Regions from separate parts of the Mus musculus genome. Here region 2 is linked to region 1. A link is a contact called in public Hi-C data. All regions are on one chromosome and are shown on one strand. Each heading gives the region's core, a stretch centred on a gene start, on an enhancer-like site or on the middle of the called end of the contact. The rest is flanking DNA. Distances are from core to core; before and after follow the strand shown. Region 1 overlaps Med12l (mediator complex subunit 12-like). Region 2 holds the start of P2ry12 (purinergic receptor P2Y, G-protein coupled 12).

Evidence for each region. A called contact is a pair of places that touch in the nucleus more often than the background predicts.
Region 2: a Hi-C map of CD8 T cells shows a contact between it and region 1, with 1.7 times the contacts expected there. The contact joins the promoter of P2ry12 here to the enhancer-like site in region 1. A contact is called at or near these places in 8 of 39 promoter capture datasets (the 3T3-L1 cell line, the C10 cell line, the HPC-7 cell line and 4 more), 1 of 15 datasets of contacts at CTCF or cohesin (CD8 T cells), 8 of 484 Hi-C or Micro-C datasets (B cells, CD8 T cells, DN3 thymocytes and 5 more), 4 of 115 datasets of contacts at active chromatin or transcription factors (CD8 T cells, the HPC-7 cell line, large pre-B cells and 1 more) and 5 of 9 other capture datasets (adipose tissue, embryonic stem cells, liver and 2 more).

Annotation. Positions count from the first base shown.
Region 1 is chr3:59,172,105-59,176,804 of GRCm38.p6, forward strand. The region is part of intron 15 of Med12l (mediator complex subunit 12-like); the gene reads left to right. Among named protein-coding and RNA genes, the nearest start is that of Gm51434, 20 kb to the right of the region's middle. Within about 2 kb of position 3,342, at least 29 of the 459 cell types and tissues checked have an H3K27ac peak or open chromatin away from gene starts, as enhancers often do. A contact at or near this core is called in B cells, CD8 T cells and Th1 cells, where this site is marked.
Region 2 is chr3:59,261,030-59,265,489 of GRCm38.p6, forward strand. It overlaps P2ry12 (purinergic receptor P2Y, G-protein coupled 12), which reads right to left and starts at 1,956. Exons shown (of 5, transcript NM_001357008.1): 1 at 1,745-1,956. Med12l (mediator complex subunit 12-like) reads left to right here. Exons shown (of 44, transcript NM_177855.3): 33 at 845-954; 34 at 1,181-1,316; 35 at 2,096-2,257; 36 at 3,893-4,255.

The sequences.
Region 1 (4,700 bases), core at 2,092-4,591:
TCTCATAGGCTCTCTTTGTGGTGCCAAGCCTCAACTCCTTTGCATGACCCCTTCAGGCTTGAGCCATCAATTGTAGCTGGGGCTGCACCTTTACCAATGGTTTTTCATGGCCTCTTACAGTGCCAAGCCTCAGCTGATATTCATGACACCTTCATGCCTTCAAAACCAGTACCACCTGAGTGACTCTTACATATTACGAAGTCCCACTGCAGCACGAGGTACAACCTTGGATATCTCTAGAACACAGCTTCTTTGAGTTCTCAGAAAACACTTCCCAGAAGATTTGACCTCAATGATTCTAGTCTCTTCTTAATCACCACTGATTTCTTAGCTCCAGCTAACCAGCATCAGTCTAGTCCCAGTAATGCAAAAGTTTCCCTTTAGTAGTTCTGGTATCTTGTTAATCACAGCTGATTCTTCAGTCCCAGCTAACCAAAACCACAAAGTCTTCACAATCAAAATAGCAACAGCCCTGATAAGAGTATTTAATCTTCCCTCTGAACTTTTACAACCAGACCTCCATCTTCTGCATTGTTCTCAATATTACCTTCCAAGCTCCCACAGAACATCCCACAGAGCTCTTAACATCCCAATATCTCTTCTAGCTCAAAGTTCCAAAGTTCTTCCACAGTCCTCCCCAAAACATGGTTAGGTTGTCACAGGAATACCTCACTCCTGGTACCAACTTCTGTATGAATCAGGGTTCTCTAGAGTCACAGAACTTATGGTAGTCTCTATATAGTAATGGAATTTGTTGGACTGTAGTCCAACTCCCCCCGACAATGGTCAGCAGCAGCCGTGAATGGAAGTCCAAGGATCTAGCTCAGTCCTGCCCGCAAGACAAGCAGGCGAAGAGAACATTTTTCTTCTTCCAATGTCCTTATGTAGGTCTCCAGCAGAAGGTGTGGCTCAGATTAAAGGTGTGTGCCACCACACCTGGATCTGGGACACAGACTTCCCATAGGTATGCCATGTGACATCATATGAAAATAAATTCAGAACCCATCTAGGACATAAAGGGAATCACAGACTTTCTATAGGTAGACCGCCTGGCAGGAGGTCTGTCACTCTCTTCACTGAGGGAACGTCTAGATTCATTGAGGTCCTTTTTCTTGTCCCAGCGCACATATTCACAAGTTATACAGTGCTGGTGTGGACATGCATATTTTAAGAATGGAATCATGTGTGCTTTGTGGCTGTTTCTCTTCTATGTCTGCTGCTGTGGCAGCTCACTGACATTTACTTAGAAGCATCTGAGTTTTGAGAATAAATTTTAGGATAATTTGGGGGGGGGATAAAAAATAAATAAATAAAAATAAGCTTCCTAACTCAAACTCAGATGTTATTTGTATATCTTCATAATCCACTTTTATTAATAATAGTTGCTAATATAAGCAGCCAAGCAGTAAAAATTTTTTTTTCTCAATGACTTAAGCACTTTGGAGACAAATTGATGGGTACAATATCACCATAGCCTTTTTTTGGTTGTGTGACCTTGAGGCTAGTCACCTATATTCTGACTGGGAATAATACCATTCTTTCCCTATGAGTTGGCTGTGGGGATTAACTGGGCTACACAGTTGACACCAGGGTGTGTGCTCAGTAAGTATAAATGATTTGAACTTAATGGGTACATAGTGGGGGCGTAGAAGGCAGGCAGAAGCAGAGAAATCATGGCAGCGATCAACATCAGATGTGGTGCTGTCTGTAGCTGCCATCAGCTGCAAGTCATGGCTTTAAATAACAGGATCCACGTTTGCTCAGTTTCAGAACCCTTGCTCCTCTGTGGGACCGGAAAGCTGTCCACAGGCCTAAACTAGGCCTGCAGGGTCAGGCTCTGTACAGGCCTGGCTTTTCCATGGGTCCTGGGTGGTCTGGAAGCTTCCCCATAGAGGCTCCTAATGGCAGTGAGGACAAAGGAGGACAGTCTCAGGTGAATGATGGTGCCGTTGACCACATTCAAGGAAAGGTTGTACAGTCTTGTAAATAGCACGGACTTTGGAATTGACTAACCACTTCGTTGATTTGTTTCTTCATATCACTTTTATGATTATACAACAGGATTTAAAAAGATGCTTGTTTATTACTTTGAACACTGATCCATGTTTGCACTAGGACTTGGCAGTAGCATGTCCAGGTTTCCATAATACCTAAACCCCAGACATGTTCTTCTCTTTGACTGGAATTTTTCAGGAACCTCTACCAGGTGTCTTGTTATAGATTTCGGTACCCCTAGAGGAAATCTTTTAAAACTGGAGTATGTGTTATCATTCTATTGCTTGACAGCTGGTTTTGGCAATTGGTATATTCAAAATAGGAGGCAGTCTTCCACAGTAAAGGTTTGTCCCCTACTTCCTGTGGCTAGTAAGCCATTGACCTTCCCCATGGGTGAAAAATGCATTTATCAATACAGAATTTATCTTTCACACTGAAGTTTATTTTTATGCATACCCACAGTGGTGACTTGGGTAAGACATGTCCTCTGCAGATTCAGCACTGGGACACAGGGGCCCAGTTGGTGGTGCTGTTGAGGAAGTCTAGAGGGTGTCCCTTTGCTGGTGAAGTATGTCACTTGGGGCAGATATTGACACTTTTCTCTGTTGGTTTCTTTGCTTATGATGTTTTATCACAGCAACAGAAAAGTATTTGACACTCGAACTAAAGCTTTGTGATACCTGCATTGCCATTTACCAGCAAGAACAGAGGGTGTTTTCAAAATAGGTCGTTGAAGGGAGAACCGAGCACCAGAGGATGAATGTACCTCAAGAGAATGACAAGTGACAGTTTGAGATGTGAAACTGAAGTTTGTGAAGGGTGATTGCACTCAGCCAGATGACTTCAGCTGTTTAGGGGCTTCTGGGGATCCATGAGGGAAGTGTGATAGAATGATGGGCGTCCACAGGAAACGTGACCTGAGAAGCGTCTGTGCATTTCATGGTATTGAAAGCACACAATATACAGTGGTTCAAAATATAACTGAAAGGAGCATGGCAGCTCTCTGTGTTACAGAAAAGATGGTCAGTCTGTCTTATAGCATAAATGTTCAAAGCACACAGCAGTGTTTGAAAAGCACAGAGTTGATTTATTGTTGGGAAATTTTGTTTGTTAATTTGGAGAGAGCAGTCAGCATTTTCAGCGTGCTTCTGTCAAGCCCCTGGGTGGCTTGAGTCTTTTAGTCTTTGTTTCTTGTTGCATACATGTGTTAACTTGTGTTAACTTCTTGATGGCACTGATTGCTCTTCTTAGACATTTCTCCCTCGCCCTGCTCAAGGCTGCTCCACGTTAAATACTTGCAAACATGACAGGCTAGGACACGGAAAACAAGGTTTATGGGCTTCACCACTAGATGGTAGTGGAGGTCTAGGGCAGCCTCAGCTGCTTTGTCTCCAGTTCAGATTTCAGAATGGTCCCTCTTAGGAGTGTTTCCTTTAGACACAGACCACTAGGAATAATTAAAGATTGTTTTACATAGTGTCGAACACATTGCTCTTTTGTGTAACATGTGCCAGGTAAGTGTTTATTGATTTGTTAGTTGCTTTCCTGTGGAGTTTAAGTGTATGTGTTTAAGAGAGAGATAAAGATAGATATGCTTAGAACATTGAATTGGTCATCAGATTTTAATGCATCCTGTCTTTTTTTCCCCCTAATATATTTCCCTACTGTAGTTGTACAGTTTAAGCCAATAAATTTTACATGTACATTTCTCTCTCTCTCTCTCTCTCTCTCTCTCTCTCTCACACACACACACACACACACACACACACATTCTATCTTGAGTATTTTATCTAATTTAATGTGTTTCTCTAGGCACTGTGTTTGAAGCTTTATCTGATAAAGAAATACTGGCATAGTGTTTATAATGGGAAATAAGAAGTTATGAAGTGGTTTAATCAATTGAGCTGTTTATATGTGAGGTCAGTTTCTTCAAATATCATTTAAAAATAATACTAAAATTTCATTTTAAACTTCTCTATTTAAGAAAGAATGAATATGGTATTTATTCCTGTATTGTAAAATTTTACCTGCACATTTGGCAGGTATCCATCCCTAATCTAGAATCTGAAATCTGAAGGCTCTAAAGTCTGCCATGATAGCACAAGTGCCACCCTGTGATAGGCTGTAGGGCAGGAGCACAGCACACTGATCACAGCATCATCGTATTCCCGGGTTGCATGGGAGGCCGCACATGAAGCAACATGAGTTTGTGATTATAATATAGAAAATCCTGAAGCTCTCTTGTCATCTGTGTACAAATATTCCCACACCCAGCACCTGAAATCGGAAATCTCTCTGTTCACAACAATTTCAAATAAAGGTTTCACAACCCATGTAACTCAAAAGCCCCAAGGAATATTCTGTTTCCTATTTGAGGTTACTGTAGAAAGCCATCAAACAGAATTTATAATTTCTCCACTTTGAGTGGGAACATTGTATGCTGCTCTCCACCTCTTCTTGTAAATCTGTAAGTTGTTCAGGGTTGGTTCTGGCTAACTCGGTTTGGGGTATTGATGCAAAATAGGAGCTGCAATTTAGATAGATTTTATAATCTGACTTCTTTAACTGAGGATGGTCCGACCACTCTTTTGTAAGTCGATGTTTGGAGTTGTGCCACTGATTTAACAATACCATTCCCAAGAAGTAAGACCCACCTCACATTAAATGTGCCCAATAACCACAGGGGTAGCCAACTTAGAGAGAGC
Region 2 (4,460 bases), core at 706-3,205, 88 kb after region 1:
GAGTTGTAAGCACCTATTTGTGTTTTCCACCAGGGAGTAGAGGCTCCATCTGGCAGATCTCTCCTCCTCCTCCTGTGCAGTGCTAAGGGGAGGTCCGACAAACCTTTAATAGGAGTGTTGGCTTTCACTGTGTTCTATTTTACAACCACAGAAATCTGTCAACTCTCAATTTTTCTCAGAGACATTCTGTTAAATTGATCAGAAAAAAAAAAGACAAATCTCACAAGAATATTTTACAGAAATCTGAAAGTTTCAGCATGTTTTGTATTCCCTTAAATTTCCTCTTGACAAATCCTGAACGTGCCCTGGGCAATTGCTTTTCTGGCTTTTGGCAATCTGACCTCCCTGGGCAGTTGTTCACCTCACCTTCAGCACTCTGACCTCCTCCCAGGAGCTGGCAGACCTGTGGCAATACCTTCTCCTCCTCATTCCTTCCACGTTAAAGGGCATCTCCAGGGATATTATAGTGGCAGGCTCAGATGCAATAATAATCGAATATCACACAATTGCAGGTGATGAGACAGAGTTTTGATGCTATTCAGGTTTAACTGCAGTTATGTCTAAAACTAAGTACCATGAGAGACTGATGAGAAGAGAAAGGTAATTTTGTGACTGCCCACATTCAAGTGTTACACTTTCTGTTAAGTTTTGAATGCCTAGCCTCTGTGGAAAGAACCATAAACAGTGATAACCACATAGCTAGAAGAGACAGTTGTAGGATAATCCATAGTGTGGCTAGCAAGAACCAGTTCTTAACATCACTTCTGGTTTAACAAATCAACATTTGGGCACATATGGTAATAGGGGTAGCAATACAAAATCTTTATCATATTTTGTATGCTAGGTAGGAGGAATGTTTGACACGGTACAGCGGAGCACGCAGGGGACCACCGACTGGGCCCTCCTACTCCTCCAGATAATTACTTCGGGAACTGTTGACATGCACACTAACAAGTATGTTGGGTTTTTGTTTTGTTTTATTTTGTTTTTTATCATTTTATACCTTTTTTTTTCCCCTGCATGCATGCATGGTACAAGCTTTTGTCTACTGACAGGAAATTCTGCCACTTACTGATTTAGCTGTCATTAAAAACTTAGCACTTTCAGTAGAAATGCTTAGGCAATTCTGTGTGTCCGGGTTTTGTTTGTGAGAATAAAATGGGGTTTTCTTTCTTCTCAGTGAATTATTCACAACGGTTCTTGACATGCTGGGTGTTTTAATCAATGGAACCCTGGCTTCTGACCTATCAAGTGCTTCCCCCGGGGGATCAGAAGAGAACAAACGTGCATACATGAACTTAGTAAAGAAACTGAAAGTAAGCTTGTGATCAGCCTCTACTCTGAAATCATGTTGTTTATGGATTATTGTCTTAATTTCCTCCTCATTAATCTACATGTGTAGCTGATTCAGCAGATTGTGGTTATTTGTTATCTTACCTACTCTGTCAGTCCTTCAAAATTACAAGCATGATATTTGAACGATTTTTTTCTCTGAAAAGGTGTGCTCAAATAAAATGTGTTTTAATTTTTAAGGATTTTAAAAATGCATTATCAGATATCTAACCAAAACTCCAGTGTCAGATTTCCTTTGAACCCATGCTTGGATTTACACATGCAAGTGGGAAAAAAAAAAATGAGCTCTGCATTGAATTTGTAAATCCACTAACAGTCCTGGACATGAACGGCAAATAGACATTGCAAATACATAATCTGAAGACGTTACAGTAAAAAAGCTGATGGTTACCTTGCACTGTGACCCTGGATACGGGAAAGTGTCCGTGCGGCAGCTCCTGCTGTGTGACAGCAAATGACACTGGCGTTTTGTCATTTCAGCACTCTGATTTGTCATGGAGAACAAGACTGCCTTTGTGTGCACCCTGATTTTCTACTTGAATAGAAGAAATGAAACATTTCACCAGTCCAATTTGCAGCTGTTCCATAGACTGCGCTAAGGACTAAAGACATACTAGCCCTAAAAAAAAGGAAATGTGTCACTGGGGAACTTCCTTCTTGTTAGCTTTTGCTTCATTGTAAAGTCAGAATTTTTGCCTCACTTCTCTCTTGCTTTTACATTTTTCCCCCCTCTTTCTTCTAGAAAGAACTAGGAGACAAGAGGTCAGAAAGCATTGACAAAGTTCGACAGTTGCTGCCTTTGCCAAAGCAGACCTGCGATGTCATCACGTGTGAACCCATGGGTTCTTTGATCGATACAAAGGGAAACAAAATTGCTGGATTTGACTCTATTGATAAAAAACAGGCAAGAGTAAATGTTTTTTCCCACATATATAAATATATCTAGTTATAGAAGCCAAGTGACTTTTCTTAATTTTCAGTGGTATAATTTTTGTCATCAAAGCACAATAGCTATTGGCATTGCAAAAAGAAAAAGAAAAAAGCCATTATCTTCAAAGATCTCCCAATTAAAATGCTTATCTGGACTTCAGGGCATTTCTAGAATCTACCAAAAACTTAAGTAACAGCTTAGCATAAGAAATAAAAGTAAAATAAAATTATTATTTTACATCAGGATAGGAAACAAGCTATGTTTATATAAGAAAATGTGTGCTGATAAGAATTTTCATTTGCTGAGTAAGCAGTATTTAGTAAAACTTGTGTTACAACACTACGTAGTCTCTAAGAAGCAGTATTAGATGGGCATTTGCTTTCTATACAACGCTTTGGAAGGTTCTTTAAAATAACAGAAAGGCCAGCCTGAGTAGCCATTGGCACTGCAGCAATGGAGATGGTGGAGGGAATCCCTGCCCTTAGGGGGAAGTAGATGCACTTTTACATGCAACGGGACGTGCAGGTCAGGTCATGATGGCACCAACGGGGAACGGTTTAAGTCACACAGGCAGAGGTAGTCAGAACAGGGGTCCTACAATAGTGGACACACAGACCATCCTGACGGACTAAGTATACAGAAAAGTATAGGACAGGTGGGGAAAGTTTAAGGAAAGGCAAGAAAGGTGACTGTTAAGAGGAAAAACCATGCCACCAGAATTCAGAGTTAACTCAAATGCCATAGCAGTGTGGCCATGGGAGGGGAAAACCAGAAGTCACAATAAGGGTGACTTGGGCTTCTTTCAGAAGGCATCCAGGAGCCATTTAGATGTGAGTTCTACTCAGGAGAACGATTTCATCACATGGCAGACAGCAGTGGGTGGTGACATTACTGGTAGTGTCAGAAGAAGTCACACTTAAAGAGGAAGACAGACAAAAACAGATATGCTCACATGGGGGGCGGGGTACCTTGGCCGTTTTGAGGAGAAATGTCTTTAAATAGGTATACTTGCAAAATTACTAAGAAATGTTACCCATTAGTATTACAAATAAAAGCATGCTATTTTTCAGAAACAAAATTGAATTCCTTACCTGGATTCAGTAAAGATACCTTGGAATTGAAAGACTTAATTTGTGTTGTACCTGTTTCTGTAATTAATTTTCTCCCAAAAAATTTTATTCAGAGAAAGCCACATACATGTACATGAAATATATACTAAATTGAGTTCATACATCAGAGGCAGACTATATATTGACTTTTAAATCTTGTATAATACTAAAAATAATGGATTCCTGAGATGGTTCTAACAGCAACTTTACAGGATACTTGAGAGATTATATTTTCTACAACATACTTGAATGAGAATGTCATTTTATACTAAAATATTTTAGCTCACTTTTAGATGCCTTAAGGAGTGTCAGGTGGTACAGAGCACTGGAGAACTGAACTTGCAAAGTCCTGAACCCCAGTTCACACTGCTTAGATGAACATTCCTGTCTACTGAGTTCCCTTAGCTCGTTCCAACCTTCCAACCGCACGCTTTCAAGCTTGCCCTGTGGGTTGGGGACAGGCCAGGTTGTGTTGTCACAGAACATTCTTTTCCCACAGGGTCTCCAGGTCTCTACGAAGCAGAAAGTGTCCCCATGGGACCTGTTTGAGGGTCAGAAGAACCCAGCCCCGCTGTCCTGGGCCTGGTTCGGCACTGTCCGTGTGGACCGGAAGGTGATCAAGTATGAGGAGCAGCAGCACTTCCTTCTGTACCACACGCACACCATGCCCAAGCCCCGAAGCTACTACCTCGAGCCGCTGCCCCTACCTCCTGAGGAGGAAGAGGAAGAACTCACGTCTCCAGTTTCTCAGGAACCAGAAAGGAAATCAGCTGAGCTGTCAGATCAAGGAAAAGCTACAGCTGATGAAGAGAAGAAGACAAAGGGAAGGAAGCGTAAGACAAAATCGAGCTCACGCATCGATGTGAGTGGGGGGTGTAAGGAAAAGACGGGGTCATGGGCACCTAGTGTGGGATTTACCTACGGCCGAACTCTACACCTAGAAACATTACAAAGAATGCTAGCAGCTTTCTTACGTAGAGTTTCCTAACAAGTGTCTGTACTAACGAATGAATTCTCATAGGTGACAGGTAGAAAGCTTTTCATTTCCCACTGACCACTTTTTTGGG